2 separate regions of the Anser cygnoides genome follow, and region 1 is linked to region 2. A link is a contact called in public Hi-C data. All regions are on one chromosome and are shown on one strand. Each heading gives the region's core, a stretch centred on a gene start, on an enhancer-like site or on the middle of the called end of the contact. The rest is flanking DNA. Distances are from core to core; before and after follow the strand shown. Region 1 overlaps LOC106037436 (integrator complex subunit 6-like). Region 2 holds the start of LOC106037426 (P2R1A-PPP2R2A-interacting phosphatase regulator 1).

Evidence for each region. A called contact is a pair of places that touch in the nucleus more often than the background predicts.
Region 1: a Hi-C map of liver shows a contact between it and region 2, with 2.4 times the contacts expected there. The contact joins the enhancer-like site here to the promoter of LOC106037426 in region 2. A contact is called at or near these places in 3 of 7 Hi-C or Micro-C datasets (fetal liver and liver).

What each region holds. Positions count from the first base shown.
Region 1 is chr13:14,154,204-14,161,452 of Taihu_goose_T2T_genome, forward strand. It overlaps LOC106037436 (integrator complex subunit 6-like), which reads left to right. Exons shown (of 19, transcript XR_010834853.1): 3 at 1,155-1,304; 4 at 2,002-2,091; 5 at 2,407-2,590; 6 at 3,410-3,538; 7 at 5,582-5,745; 8 at 6,813-6,965. Among named protein-coding and RNA genes, the nearest start is that of SLC9A6, 33 kb to the right of the region's middle. Within about 2 kb of position 4,193, at least 1 of the 3 cell types and tissues checked has open chromatin away from gene starts, as enhancers often do. A contact at or near this core is called in liver, where this site is marked.
Region 2 is chr13:14,074,723-14,082,127 of Taihu_goose_T2T_genome, forward strand. LOC106037426 (P2R1A-PPP2R2A-interacting phosphatase regulator 1) reads left to right here and starts at 3,482. Exons shown (of 10, transcript XM_048076428.2): 1 at 3,482-3,978; 2 at 7,405. The coding sequence starts at 3,797. PABIR2 (PABIR family member 2) reads right to left here and starts at 821. Exons shown (of 10, transcript XM_067004935.1): 1 at 413-821. The coding sequence starts at 528.

The DNA of each region.
Region 1 (7,249 bases), core at 2,943-5,442, 80 kb after region 2:
AGCAAGTGATGAATACTCCTGGGGCAGTGACCTCTCGGGGGGTTTTCCTGAGACTTGAGATAAGCTAGAGACACTGTTCGTTAGTTGCAAATTTTCATTAAACATTTTTTTAGGATAACACATCTTGTTGGGATTTGGTGGTGGTGTACTTTGGGGGTGGAGGTAAAAGATGATTAATGCTTCTCCAAAAGGGGGAGCCCACGTTGGCACTTGTTGCTTGCCTTGGGCTAAGAGCATGCGTGGGGAGTTGCAGTGGCCCAGCTGATGAGATGCCGTATTTTGTTAAGGCACAGCTGGGAGGGAACGGATGGTGTTGTATTGACACTGACCTGTCTGATTGAACCCACGCTGCACAGTGCCTCTGAACTTTGAGTGCGGTTTGGTGATGAAGCTAAGCCAGTCTTGTCCTTCCTTTGCCCAGTGCAGTGTTTTTCTTCTCCCCCTGCACTGATACGACTCTTGACTTGGTTGAGGAAAGCAAACCTGACCCAAACCTGTTCCTGGTAATTCTCCTTATGGTAACTGAAATGGTAAAAGTGGTAAATGAACTTAATTAAATTAAATGCCATGAAATGAACCCATGGGGAAGAAAAACAAGAAAAACAGTAAAGTTAAGCAAGAGTCACATGGTATATTAAAAATAAGCATATGAACTAAACTCGTATGTTTATATACTTCCTACTTGGAGAAATTGTGGGAGGGAGAATATGTCACTAGGGAGCAAAGGTGACAGTCGTTACTGCTGCTTCTTTTCTTTCTTTTTAACTGTTACTGTTAGATTTTTAACTCCTGTATATGCATATGCACGTTGCATGTGCATCCTTTCTTCTAGTCTTGATTTGTGGAGGAAAGGATGGAAGGGAGGTGGGCATAAGACAGGAGAAGCAAAGACGCTGCTGCTTGTATCTTTTGTCGTTGCTCTTTAGTGCTCTTCAAGCACTAATGTGTGTATTTTGTCAGTATCCCATTGTATATATACTGTATATTTCACATCAAGTTCTGCAGACATGGATTAGGTGTGTGTAATGTGTAAGTGATGCAGTAGATTGAACAATGAGGGATATCCTTTTTCTGGTGGGAAGGGAGGTTGTTGTCAACTCACAGTTGATTCTAGTTGTTGCAAAACTGAAAAGCTTTTTTGTTTTATGTAACAGGCTGGGTGGAAAGAAAACCACGCAACGTTTATGAATGAACTGAAAAATCTGCAGGCATCAGGACTAACAACCCTTGGTCAGGCACTCAGATCTTCATTTGACTTGTTAAATCTCAATAGATTAGTGTCTGGAATAGACAACTACGGACAGGTAACAATCTCTTTCTAGTCTTCCTTTTTATTTGTGTATGGTTCTCAATTATAGTAGGGAGGGATTTTGGTGGTTCAAGTATATCTTTTTGCTTTTTCTGTTTTGTAATTGTTCTTTTGGATAGCTTGTGTGTTAAATCTTGAAAGTAAATTGTTTTTCGTTTTACATTTTCTGAGCATACCATGAAATACACTAGCACTTTTTTTCTTTTTGAACTACAAAGCAGTAATGTAAATAACCCAGAGTATAGATGTACAGTTGCTGCATTGGAGCATGTACACTGGATGGCAGCACATCTGCTTTTCAGTTTTATTCTGTCTGTAGTTTGTCCTGCCTTTCCCTTTTCTCACATTTGGAAATTCCAGTTAAAAGTACTCTGTTTTTTCCGCACTGCCACCATAAATTACTGAGTTCACTGAGTTGCTATGTATTAACTTACTTATTCCTTTTGTGGAGTAGAAGGGTTTGTGGCCATTACTGGAGGAAAAAGATCAGTAATTCTAAAAATGTGTTTAGAATGCCTGTGTGTGCACGTGCAGAGTAGCACTTCTCACATAGTTCTGTGTGGTTCCACACCTGTTGAAAGAAAACTTCAGGGTTCTGAAAAATTGCTCATCTTATTGCTTACTTTATAGTGACAATAATCTACAACTGAGTGTTAAGGTTACTCCTAGCATTCCTGTGCTTTTGTCTCTAGGGAAGAAATCCATTCTTTTTGGAGCCATCTATTTTGATTACCATCACAGATGGAAACAAACTGACAAATACAGCTGGAGTTCAAGAGGAGGTAAACTTGGATTAAATTCTTTCGAATTATGATCTTGCAAGTTGGCACTATGCTGAGATGAATGCTAATTGTTTTTATCCTGCAAAGAGTACCTCTGTTCCATCAGCCTATTCTACAGAGAAGAGCAACTAGCTATGCTGTTGTTGCCCAAACCCCTAAATTCATAGCCCAGGTGGATTTCCAAACTATAGCTTCAGATAACTAGTGGATAGAAGAGAAAGGGAGTCCTTTGCAGAGTAATGGATAAATTTTGATATTATGTTTTTAGATGTCTTGTCAAATACATGAAAATACTCCTAAATCTTCCTTTAACAGCTTCATCTTCCTTTGAATTCTCCTTTGCCTGGAAGTGAACTAACCAAAGAACCATTTCGTTGGGATCAAAGACTGTTTGCTCTAGTGCTGCGTTTGCCCGGAGCTGCATCTGCTGAACCAGAGCAGCTTGGGAGTGTGCCTACCGATGAATCTGCTATCACACAGATGTGTGAAGTTACAGGAGGTAACTGGATATTACTTTGCTTTGGCTTATGTTTGTCATTTGCCTTAAAACATTTATTTCCCTTTGATGAATCTTCACCTCTAGCTTTTTTTCATATGAATTACTCAGTGTCCATCTGAATCTGTGTGGTGCTTCTTGAGCTTGGTTTCCTGTTGCACAGGAGAACTTTAAAATAAAACCATATTCATATTTTAGATCTAGATCATTTTCTCAAGCACTAGTAGGAGGGATTTGAAAAATTCTTGGATTGTCCTTCAGAAGTTGATGTTGCTCACTCATGAGATTTGTTATTTAAATGTTGAGGTGGAGACGTATTACAGGGATTTTAATTCTGCTAAAGGGCTATTAAGCTAAATTTAATCTTAAAATGATTAATTCTGGAGTCTGTTCCTCAAGATCGTCATCAGAATTTTTGTTAAATTGGTGCTTGAAAGTGTTGCATGGGAGAGGAAGTTCGGGGATGTATTGGAGTTGATTAAGTTTGGGTAGACAAAAGCAGATAGGGCATGCAGACTTCGTGAAATTGGAGATTGTTAAGGGCCTTTATAAACTTGGCCTTGGTCCAACCTGATTTCGCCTTCATGGCTTTTTTATTTTTTAAGCAAATAGTAAAATCTAAGCAGGTTGTTTTTTTTTTCTTCTTTGGTTTAATTGCATTTGAAAAGTATTTAACATCAACTACTACTAATCTTGTTGCTATTATTTTAGATAAAGCTGAAAGTCTTGGCAGTATGGCTTACGTAACAAAATGTCTTTCTTAAATTACAGAGGGGAAATATGAAAGCAAGCTCTGAGTAATCTTAATGATCTCTTGTATAGGTCGTTCCTACTGTGTTCGGACACAAAGAATGTTGAATCAATGTTTAGAATCTCTAGTTCAGAAAGTCCAAAGTGGAGTTGTTATTAACTTTGAAAAATCAGGACCAGATCCAGCTCCTATTGGAGAAGGTACAGTAACCACTTGTTCCTGTTAATGTTTAAAAAAAAAAAACGTGTTGTATGTGCATGTAAATCCCCTTTAGTGTCTTAAATTTTCTTCCTTTTAGCTTTTCACTGTAGTGCACAGGATTTATCAGATGCCTAGTCTAAAAAAGTGATTAAGCTATAGAGCTTATGTGCTTCAGCGGTAGAGTTCTGATTTCTCTTTAATTACCCCAGATCACTGTGGATGTACTTTTCATAACTTTAGGGTTGTTTGTTTAGCCTTGTCTTAGCTACATTTTTCATTATATTTTAACTCGGTAAGTTAAAAAGTGCTGTATGTTTGCACGGACTTGAATGGATAATCTACCTGCCTGCTACTGCTAGCTCTCCTGTCACCTTTTTTAAACTCTCTTTTTGGAGGGCTGAAAGAAGTAACAGAGGGAAGTGAATATTTGTAGGAAGTGGTAAAGTTTGAATTGCTGCTGTCAAAACTTTGTTTGAAATGAAATAAGTTTGGGACTAGTGTATTTGAGTCCGTAATCATTTGTGAAGTAATTTCAGCGCTGAATTTGCTGGACATTTTCGTTCTGTTAATTGATCCGAAATACAGTAAACTTCAATTGAGTGTTCGTAGCTGCAAGTGAAAAACTCAGTGCAGAGAACAAGGAATTATTTTGATAGCTGCAAGTAAAGTACATAACGGAATAGAAAAATGCATTCTTAATGTGGACAAATCTTTAGGATTTGCAGAACTTCATGGCTGAAAGGAAGGAGAGAGCTGACCAGTTTATAGTTAGGAAATGAGGAGGTTTCTGGAACGTCAGAAGCTTAATAGCTTTTAGGGTCCCCGAGCACACTAGCACAGCCAGTTTTACCCCTACTTTCCTTTCGTTTTTTAATCACCTTTTTCTTGCTTTATATATTTTTTTCTCTTTTTGCTTAGTAATGTCGTTCTATTGTAAGTATGCTTAAGGCTTTCCTGTAAGGCCTTGCAGGGTAGCACTTCAGCAGATTCTTGGGTCTCTGTTGGCACAAATGTTCTTCTATGTGGCAAAACAGCTGGTGGAAATGTTTTTTTTTTTCTTTTGTCACATTTTAAATGGTAATGTGCTGTGAGTACATATGCACAAAAAGATTGAGAGCTTCTGTCTTTACATAAATAGTGGAAATCGTCAACTGAAGAGAAATGCGATGCTGTTCACCAAAGTTTTAAAAATCACTGTACATACAATGCAGAGAAATAAAACTGGTATGTAACTGAAAGGTGTTTTGCACAGTATTATTGGCTAGCTGTTTAAAGCAGGGCAATTCAGTAGAGTAAAATGTTCTTCAGATGAAAAAGAGTCTTGGAATACATGATCCCTTCTGTGTCACTTGCCTTGAAGAGCAGTCTTTGAAAAATAATTCTGAGATTCTGTACTGCTACAGACTTCTTTGTGCTCAGTGTGGAGGAAGTCTGTGCTGGTACCTCACAATGGACTGACAGAACACTGCTCTTCCCAGTGGACAGCGGGCTTTAAGTGATTTGTGACTTCTTACTAATTAAAAATGTGACAAAAGCTGCTCCTGCCAGATGCATCTGACTTCTCCATGAAACTTTTCTTCACTTTCAGTTTCCATGAGTGGCAACATCAGTCAGTGAGCTTTGCATCCCATATAGAAAGGCTGTAAATGCAAATTACTGGTCTTTACAGGTGCAGCAGAACTGAAAATGGTAGACTTGCTGTTGCATATCAGATGTATGTCAAAGTACTGAACTTGGGTGAATAAGCAGACCCAAATAACATTTTCCGTAATATGAAAGTACCCTGCTGCACTAATCAGCTAATTGCTGTGCCACAGGAGCAGAAGGGTGGATGTGGGCAAATGTTTACATTTTTTCTCAGATGATGTTGTTCTATGCTTTGATAGGTGGTTTTTTCAGCCGCTGATGTGAAGATCCTGTGTCTTTGAAACAGTCGTAGTGAAACATCGTATTGGTTGCTAATAGAAAAATTTTCCTGGGAGACAAATGCATGCCATGTAGCTTTTTATTTTATTTTTTATTTTGCTTTGTTTAAATTTTAGATGGACTTGTTGATTCATCCAGACCCATCAATTCATTTGCTTCTCAACCGTGGCATAGTTGTCATAAGCTCATTTATGTACGGCCTAACCCTAAAACTGGTGTTCCTGTTGGGCATTGGCCAATCCCAGAATCTTTTTGGCCTGATCAGAATTCACCAACACTGGTAAGTCAAGAACTGAAAAAAAGATTCTACACCTACTTAAACAGACTGAAAATTAATAATCAAGAAATTTTTGACTTTGTGTTTGCTAATGCAATCTGTCTTTGCTTGAAAACAATAGTTAAAACTTTTTAACAGAGTAGTATAATCTAATGTAGATACTGTATGCTGTGATTTTTATTTTACTTTTTTTATCTGGAAGCATTACTTCCATGTGTATGGTTGATTAGTTTGGTTTAAAAAAATCTTCAAAAGATTATAAAATTGAACTCCGAATTACTTCATATAAAGCTTCTGACTAAAATTTGTGATATAAAATCCATTTTGGATGGAACAACGGCGTATTTATTTTTGATAAGGAGGATAGATCAACCATATTTTTTTTTAGTACTTCAGATGTGGACTCTTCTTTCACTAGCAGAAGGAATTAAAACTGAAGTAGAAGAGTTACCCATTCAGAAAATGAGATAAAAAGATCATTAACTTCATTCATCCTTTCTTAATGAAACAATCATGCATTTGGCTTATCTCGCTAGGCTTTCTAGGTGTCTCTCTTGCTAGGCATGTTCTCTTCCTAAACTTTGCAAGTGCTCAAGATACAGTTTCCCTCCCCCCCACGCGTGATTCAAGAAGAAAAAAATTCAAACTCAACAGGGAGTATCTTGAGGATATTCTTTGTGAAGTGAGCAGTTTCACATCTTCAGTTCTACGAACATCAAGCTAAGAAGCAGAGTTGGAAGTTTCCTTTAAACCCATCTATGATATGGGTTGACTGGCATGGAGGCTTCTAAATATCAAGATAAATAGTGGAATGCTAACCATATTTTTCTCTTTGTGGGAAGAATGCGTGTGCCTGTGTGCACATGTATGTTTTTAAGTTAGAGAAATATTACGTTAATTTATATTCTGTTGTAGGAGCTTGTCCCCTATGTTTTTTGAAATAAATTGGTAATTGAAAGTTTAAGCTTACAAGATAGTAAAATGTATGTTTATGAATAATTTGTTTTCTTAGCGTTGATTTGTTTACCGTAAATACTAGATAACTGATGTGTTTCTCCACTTCCTTTTAGCCTCCACGCACAGCTCACCCTGTTGTGAGATTCTCCTGTGTTGATTGTGAGCCAATGGTAATAGACAAGCTTCCTTTTGACAAGTATGAGCTTGAGCCTTCGCCCTTAACACAGTACATCTTGGAACGAAAGTCTCCCCATACCTGCTGGCAGGTATTTGCCCTTACGTTTCTACAGTCAAATAAATGGGTATCCTGAAGTGGCAGTACCTTGGTTTTTGTAAGCCTTGGAGAGTTGGGGTCTGGTGTGAGAGTCTGCAGTTGATGAGAAGAAATGTGTCAAGGTTTCAGTTACCTTCTTTCTAATAGAATTATCAGGAGTTAGAATGAGTGATCCCTCTACAGGCTTTGTAATCTCATTTAATTCTGTTTCTAGGTCCATTTCATTGTGCTAAGAAGTGTGTCCCACAGGTTCCATTCTTGGCTAAATTGAAATTC
Region 2 (7,405 bases), core at 2,232-4,731:
AAAAAAAAAAGGCTTTGTGAGCAGCCTTCTAAGCTGTGCTTTCCTTAAAACTACGCAGTGCTACGGTACATACTCCCATCTCCAGTGCACAGCAAACATCCATTTTACTTCTACAGCTACACCGCCGTACCGAAGGCGGCTGGCTAGCGCTTCTCCTCGCAGGCCCACGGAGCTGTGCCGGGCACGGCTCTGCAGCTGCCAGAGCAGACGCGCCCCTCGCACTGCCAGGGCCGAGCGAGGCATCTCGGAGGCCTCCGGCGCAGCCCAGCCACCACGCAGGGCGCAGGGCGGGCTGGGGCCGGCACCAGGACCCCGCGGGCCCCGGGACGCTCCCAGGACGGCCGAGGGCTCCGGGCCCGGGCCCTGCAGAGCGGAGCGGTGCGGGCCGGGCCGGGCCCTGGGCCGCGCTCACCTGAGCCCGTGGATGAGGGGGGCGCTGTTGGATCTCCTCAGGCCGCCCCCGTCGCTCGGGGCCGCGGCGCTCCCCGGCGGCAGCTCCAGGTCCAGCTCCATTTTCTCCTGAGCCATCGCGGCTCCGGCCCCGGCCCCGGCCCCGGCTGCGGCTCGTCCCGCTCCGCCGCGACGCCCATTCACTGCCGGCGCCCGCCGCGGCTCCTCATCTCGCGCCGCCGCCGCCGCTCCCCACGGCGCGGTGCGGCCGCCCCTACAGGCCCCGCGGGCGGCGCCGCGGGCAGGGGCCGGGGGCGCGCCGGGCCCGCCGAGGGGGGCGGCCCCAGCAGCGCCCCATGCCGGGGGCAGCCCCTACAGGCCCCTACAGGCCCCTTCCCGGCCCCGCGGCTCCCGGGGCCGCCGCCGCCTGACGGACGGGACGGGACGGGAACGGGACAGGCGCGGAGGGCAGGGCACGGGAGCGGAGCGAGCGCCTCGGGCCCTACGCCCCCCGCAGCCCCAGCGCCGCCGCCCAGCGCGCATGCGCGGGAGGCAGGGCGGGGGCACAGCTCCCAGCTAACCGCCCGCCGCGGCGCACGCGTCCCGCCGCCGCCCGCCGCTACTGCGCATGCCCACGGGAACCGAGTCGGGCCCGAGCCCCGGCTTCGGCTCCGCTCGGGCTCCCGAGAGTCTCCGGAACGGGAGCGCGCGCCGATTGGCCGCCGGGGCGGGGCGTGTGTTTGAAATGGGCCAATGGGCGGCGGGGCGGTGGCTGCGGCACGCGGGAACGCGGCGTGCGGGGCCGCGGGTTCGAGTCCGGCGATGGCCGGGTCAGGAGGGGGAGGCAGCACGGGGAGGGCCTCGCAGCCCTGCCCGGCTTTGGGTCCTCTCTGTCCGCAACTTGAATCGCGCTGCCTTTTCTGGTCGGTCCCGAGTTTTGTTGTGCTGCTAAGGAATGTGATGTTTTTGATGAGTAATGAGAATGTGAACGTCTGCGCTGCCTCCAGAGACGTAGCACAAAGGTCACTCGGAGACAAGCAATTCCCATTCTTGGCTGTGTTTAAGCTTGGGACTGACCTTTCTCACTCAATTCCAAGCGCTTAAAATATTTCAGTTTGTGTTTTCTGATTGCTTTTTATTTTTTAAATATCTGTCTGTAATAACAGCTGCAATATACGCGTTTGTCTCTTCACGGTCCTTAACAGCATCGCATTCCAAAAAGTTTTTATTTCTTCTGGGAAATAGCTATTGTTTTTTTTTTTTTTCCAAGAGCGTTAAGCATAGAAAAAGGTGGTATGGAAAACTTTAAGTTCTTGCTATTTCAACTTTAAGTGCAAATATGGCTGCATAAATTATTCTGCTACTTGAAAAGGACTGAATGTAGATGATCTTAGATAACTGAGTACAACTGTCCATACAGTGTGCTATTTATTAGGTACCTGCTTGCATTTTTTGTCAATAAAGACTGAATCAAATGCTTTCCATTGTTCTGCGCTCAATGCAGGACTCTAATCAACTGTTTTTGTTGAAGTTTAGTATTTCTTGTGTTATACTGATGCTATTGAAGAACTTTGTGCCTACTGTGTATCTGAGATGACTTAACAGGGCCCACACATAGTACACTTAGAGTATTTTCAAGCTTTATCAATATGCTTCTATTGAAAAACGTGGAGACAAAGTTCCCTGCCTTGTATAATTGCAGAAGGAAAACCTTTTACAGCCTTGTGCCACTGCTTACGCTATGATATATTGTAGCCAGTAGTGACACGTTTCTGTGAGATGATACAGAATTCCTGTCTCCTCTGAAGATCAACAAGATAAGGTAAATAACCTAAAGCCTTATCATGCTTCATTTCTGGTAATTATGGTCAGTCTGTTTAACTGGAAAAATAGGATCTAGTACCTCAAGAGGAAAAAAAAAGCTGTTAATCACTTCTTACTGCCACCATTCACTAAAAGCAACACCATATTTTTAAGCTTTATTAAAGATCTTGCCCCATTCTCCTTGTCTAGTGCTTCAGCACAAGCACTTTATGACAGCTGAAGAGTGCCAAAAAGTCAATTTGAGTGAAAACAGCTAGCCTGGAATGGAAATATATTCATGCCTCTGTTGGCTCTGCTAATATAAAAAACACCTGCAAAATGTGACTACATCACGCAACTATGTGGGATTTTACTAGACAGCAAAAAGCTTCAAATGCTATGTACCTGGAAAAAGTCAACAGCATCCAAAATGTGGCTGAGAGCTCAAAAACACCTGCTTCACAGACTCAAATTTTGTAAGTGCCAGGCACCACCACCACAACCTGCTACCTGACCGGGGCTTTACTACAAGCTTGAGAACCTTAATGGGAACATATATGAAAGAAAGTGGTGGCCGTCCAGGTGGGCATCTAAGGCCTGGGAAGAGGAGGGTAACGAGGCGGAAAAAAGGGGATGTGGCTGTGGAAGAGCTGTGCTATGGAACAGAATGAGACGAAAGGCTGAAATGAGGAAATCACAAAGGTCTGAGTAAGAGAAACAGGGCAAATTACCATGGGAACAGGGATTAAGAACGGACAGAATATATTAAACAGAGCCTTGGGAGGGTACAGGTGAAGGATGGAAATTCAGCGTGGGGAAGCAGCGACGGGGAGAAAGATCATGATGCAGAGGGACGAGCGGGCACGAAGAGTTATGGCCTGGGTGACAAAGCAGGAATATTTTAAAATACCGGGGAAATATCCCAGCGGGTGGAATGCGCACAGCCGACTGAAGTTACAAAAATGCTATCTTGAATAATTTACTACGCGTGGGATTTATGGAAAAAAATGGTACTTATCTATAACCCGCCTTTCTTCTCCGCTTACTTTTGTTCGGAAAGCCTGCCTGCAAATCTCACCTGCAATGCAAACCGATGCAGAGACAGCCGAGCCTGCACAGAACAGCAAAAGTAAAAATTATAGATCATAAATCATAAACCCTTCCCCGGCGGGACCCCGCTCCCCGAGGTCCCCCGGGGCCGCGGGGGCTCGGCGCAGGCGCGGGCCCCGGGCTCGGGGCGCCGTGCGGGGCTCCCGGCGGCGCATGCGCGGCCGGCGGCGGAGGGGGGGGGGGGGGGGGCATCGGGCCTGAGGCGCTCGCTCCGCTCCCGTGCCCTGCCCTCCGCGCCTGTCCCGTCCCGTCCCGTCCCGTCCGCAGGCGGCGGCGGCCCCGGGAGCCGCGGGGCCGGGAAGGGGCCTGTAGGGGCCTGTAGGGCTGCCCCCGGCATGGGGCGCTGCTGGGGCCGCCCCCCTCGGCGGGCCCGGCGCGCCCCCGGCCCCTGCCCGCGGCGCCGCCCGCGGGGCCTGTAGGGGCGGCCGCACCGCGCCGTGGGGAGCAGCGGCGGCGGCGCGAGATGAGGAGCCGCGGCGGGCGCCGGCAGTGAATGGGCGTCGCGGCGGAGCGGGACGACGCAGCCGCAGCCGGGGCCGGGGCCGGGGCCGGAGCCGCGATGGCTCAGGAGAAAATGGAGCTGGACCTGGAGCTGCCGCCGGGGAGCGCCGCGGCCCCGAGCGACGGGGGCGGCCTGAGGAGATCCAACAGCGCCCCCCTCATCCACGGGCTCAGGTGAGCGCGGCCCGGCCCGGCCCGGCCCGCACCGCTCCGCTCGGCGGGGCTCTGGGCCCGGAGCCCTCGGCCGGTGCCGGGGGGAGGTTAGGCCGGGCGCCCGGAGCCCCGCCGGCCGAGCTGCGCCCTCCTCAGAGCTCCCCTCGCTGCCCTCCGGCCCCGCCGTGGGTTTTGGGGCTGAGACCCCTTGGTGCCCTGCACGGCAACTGGGCTGCGGCCGCTGCAGTGGCTGAAGCAACGACCTGTGCCGCTGCCGGAGCTGCCCGAGTCCGGCACAAGTCACAGCCCTCTGTGCGATTACAGCAGTAAGTGCTGCTGGAACAGCTGGCAGCGACAGCGAGGAACGTAGTTTGATGGGACCCTTCAGTTACACGAGTTGCGCTTCTAGTGTTAAACGGTGTCGGATGTCCTGTGGAGTGTCCTGGCTGATACTGGTTCTGTTAGTATGCAATACTGGGAGAAGCACGCGGGGTGGGGTGGGTAGTTTTGTTTGGACGTTGCCATTAGCGTGACAGCGGCTGGTATTTGCAGGGGGCTCGAGTTTTTGCACGGTGTTCTCTGTCAAGCTCTCCTTGGCCGATACACAGGCAAGGGCTAAGAGCAAAGCTCTCAGACGTGCAGGTCTGTCGCGTGCTTTCTTTGACGCCAGACCGGGTTGCCTTAGGGAAGCTGTGGATGCCCCATCCCTGGAAGTGTTCAAGGCCAGGCTGGACGGGGCTTTGAGCAACCTGGTCTGGTGGAACTGGGTGATATCTGTGGTCTCTTCCAACCTGACCCAGTCTATGATAGTTTCGTGTTTGGGTAACTTTATAACTCAAAGTGCTATTTCCTGCCTCTTTGGGGCAGTTTGTGAAGTTGGGGGATGCCCCCACATCTCTTAGATGATGTCAGTAACATCTAACTTCAAGGTGGGCTATGTGCTTCTACTAGCAGTATGTCCACAGGTGAGAGAGCATATTGATACTAAACTTTTGTAAAAGATAGCATAATATATAAGTACGTCTTTTTTTTTCTCCTTAAACTTCATGTTTCTGTAAAGAAAAAGATATCAATTGATGAATAAATCTCTCATAAATGTTGTACCAAAACAACTGACTGCTCTACAGTTCAGAGAAAATTAGTGCTTTTGCTACTCAGTCGTGATTTAAAAGTAAACATTGTATTTCTTTTATATAATTTTAATAAGCCGCTATCATTTTACAGTTTGATGCAGTACAGAGGTATTGTGAATGGTAGTTGTTCCTCAGGCAGATTTCTGAGCAGGTAAACTAATTATGTAACCGAGACATAGGTGTTCTTATAAGCTTAGCCTTATAAGTTGTTCCTTATGAACTCTGAGACGCTCTACTTTTTAAAAATACAAAACAGGCAAGTGAAAGAAACAGCCCAGCATCTAATAATCGTGCTGTAAACAAACTGTTCAAGTCAAGTTCAGGGCATATAGCCTGAGCTTTTGCTGTAAAACGGCGTGTATACTACACTAGGTGTTTATAGAGATTAAACCAAAATCCCACTGAACTAATTTCAGGTGGTTGCAGTGGTTTGCCTGCTAGTTAGGAATTTTCCAGTAGAAAACTGTTTTTGCAAGATTACAGCTCTTGGCAAGAAACTTCATTTTTTTCCCAGAACGGCTTTGTTGGGTAAACTGAAACAAAAGCTCTTGCTCTTGGACAGCTTGCTCTTTCTGCTCCGTCACTGCCTACTGACTTGATTTCCTCGTTAACAGATTTAGTAAGAAGCGTAGAGAAAGAGGTGCTGTAGAGCCAGAGAACGTCTCCAGGTGAATATTTTAGATCACAGAATGTACCTTTCACAGAACTTTTGATTCCTATTCTCATGCTAAATCAAATTGCTTTGTTTTCTTTTTTATTGGGAACTATAAGAATTTTCTGTGAAAGATAAGTCTGAGATCTGACCAATTCTCTAGTGTTTTTGCAAGGGAAAATAAAGGTAAGGATATTTATATTTCCTTCCTCTCCCTTTCTTCTCTTCTAGTCAGCACTGAATATTGGACTCAGCCTCTGACAATGTGTTACAGAATCCTTCAAACCTGTTTTTTTCCATTCAAAACCTGGATTTCAGCATGCACCATTTATGCTGTGCTGTGCACTGGTGTACCAGCCAGCAAGCTTACACTAAAGAGAAGTTGTAGTTGTTGGCCTCAGCCAGTAAATCTCATCTCTAAATGTCAAATCACGGCCCCTTTGAATTCCTCCTGTTCTACTTCCTGTCAAAGAGCAAATGTTTGATTTCTTGTGGGTGTAAATTGAGTGAAATGTCTTTGAAAAAAGTAGATGATGGCCAGTCATCGTTGTATTTGATGTTTTAGAGGCAATACATTCTTCTTGGTGAAAAGCACAGTGCTTGGAACAGTTGCTATTGACTCTTACTTCTGAGTATGGGTTTGCTAGCTTTCATATAGCTCTGAATAAAAACGATCTAAAACTTTTGTCCAACTGGTGCATTTCATAGTGGAGGATTCTGTCTGTCATGTCTTTAAAGTGCATTATGATATCAGCCTTTAGAACACACTAATACTCTTGGTCAGATTAGTTTTAAGAGACTGTATTTTTGTTGTAGCTGAGACAAAAAGATACAACCCAGTGAATTCCTGTTATTTGGATCTTATTACAACCTTACGTATGGATCTGTTTGCCTATGCAATTCCTCAGTGATTTTTAGGCATGAGGATTGCAGGGTTGCAGCTCAAAATTTTATGTTCTAGTGACCACAACAATTTATTTCTTTTCTTCAATCTCATTGTCATTAAGTACACTTGATAACATTAGCGATGACCAGAGAAACTTACTGTAGGAATCAATAGAAACAAAGTTGCCTTGAGAAAGGAACACAGGTTATGGCAAATAATGAACCCTGTGCTATTAAGTTGATGTGCTGTTTCCCGATTACAGACATGACTGGGGTCAAAAGTCTTAAGCATACTGCGAAAGCAGTTTAAAAAGTCCTAATTTAACCTCTGCTGAAGAAGAGTTGAGAACTTATTAAACGTTTGTAGTGATAAGTGTTATCGAGATGCTGGATTTTTTGTGCTGCTGGCACTCAAGCTAGTTTCCAGTTACTGTTTGTATGCCGTTACAGATTTGTTCTGTTGAATGATGTCTGAAGCCTGTAGCTGTTCCAAACACAATAAATTCCCACAGAAATGATCAGTCTTAATTTTTCAGTTGTTCTGCAGTCTCAGTGTGATTAATTAAAATCATTAATTAAAGTAGTTGAGATTTGGGTGGAAGAGCAATTTGGTTTCCATTCAGCCAACATGCTAGAAGTGTTCATACATATGCGTCTCTCAGGCGCTTTGTCTTGAAACAATCGCTGTCATAGCATTTGAAACTGAGCTTACAATAAGAGGTACTGTTTGATGGGAAGGAAATGGCTTTTGCATTTGACAAGTGTTTCTTTTCACAGT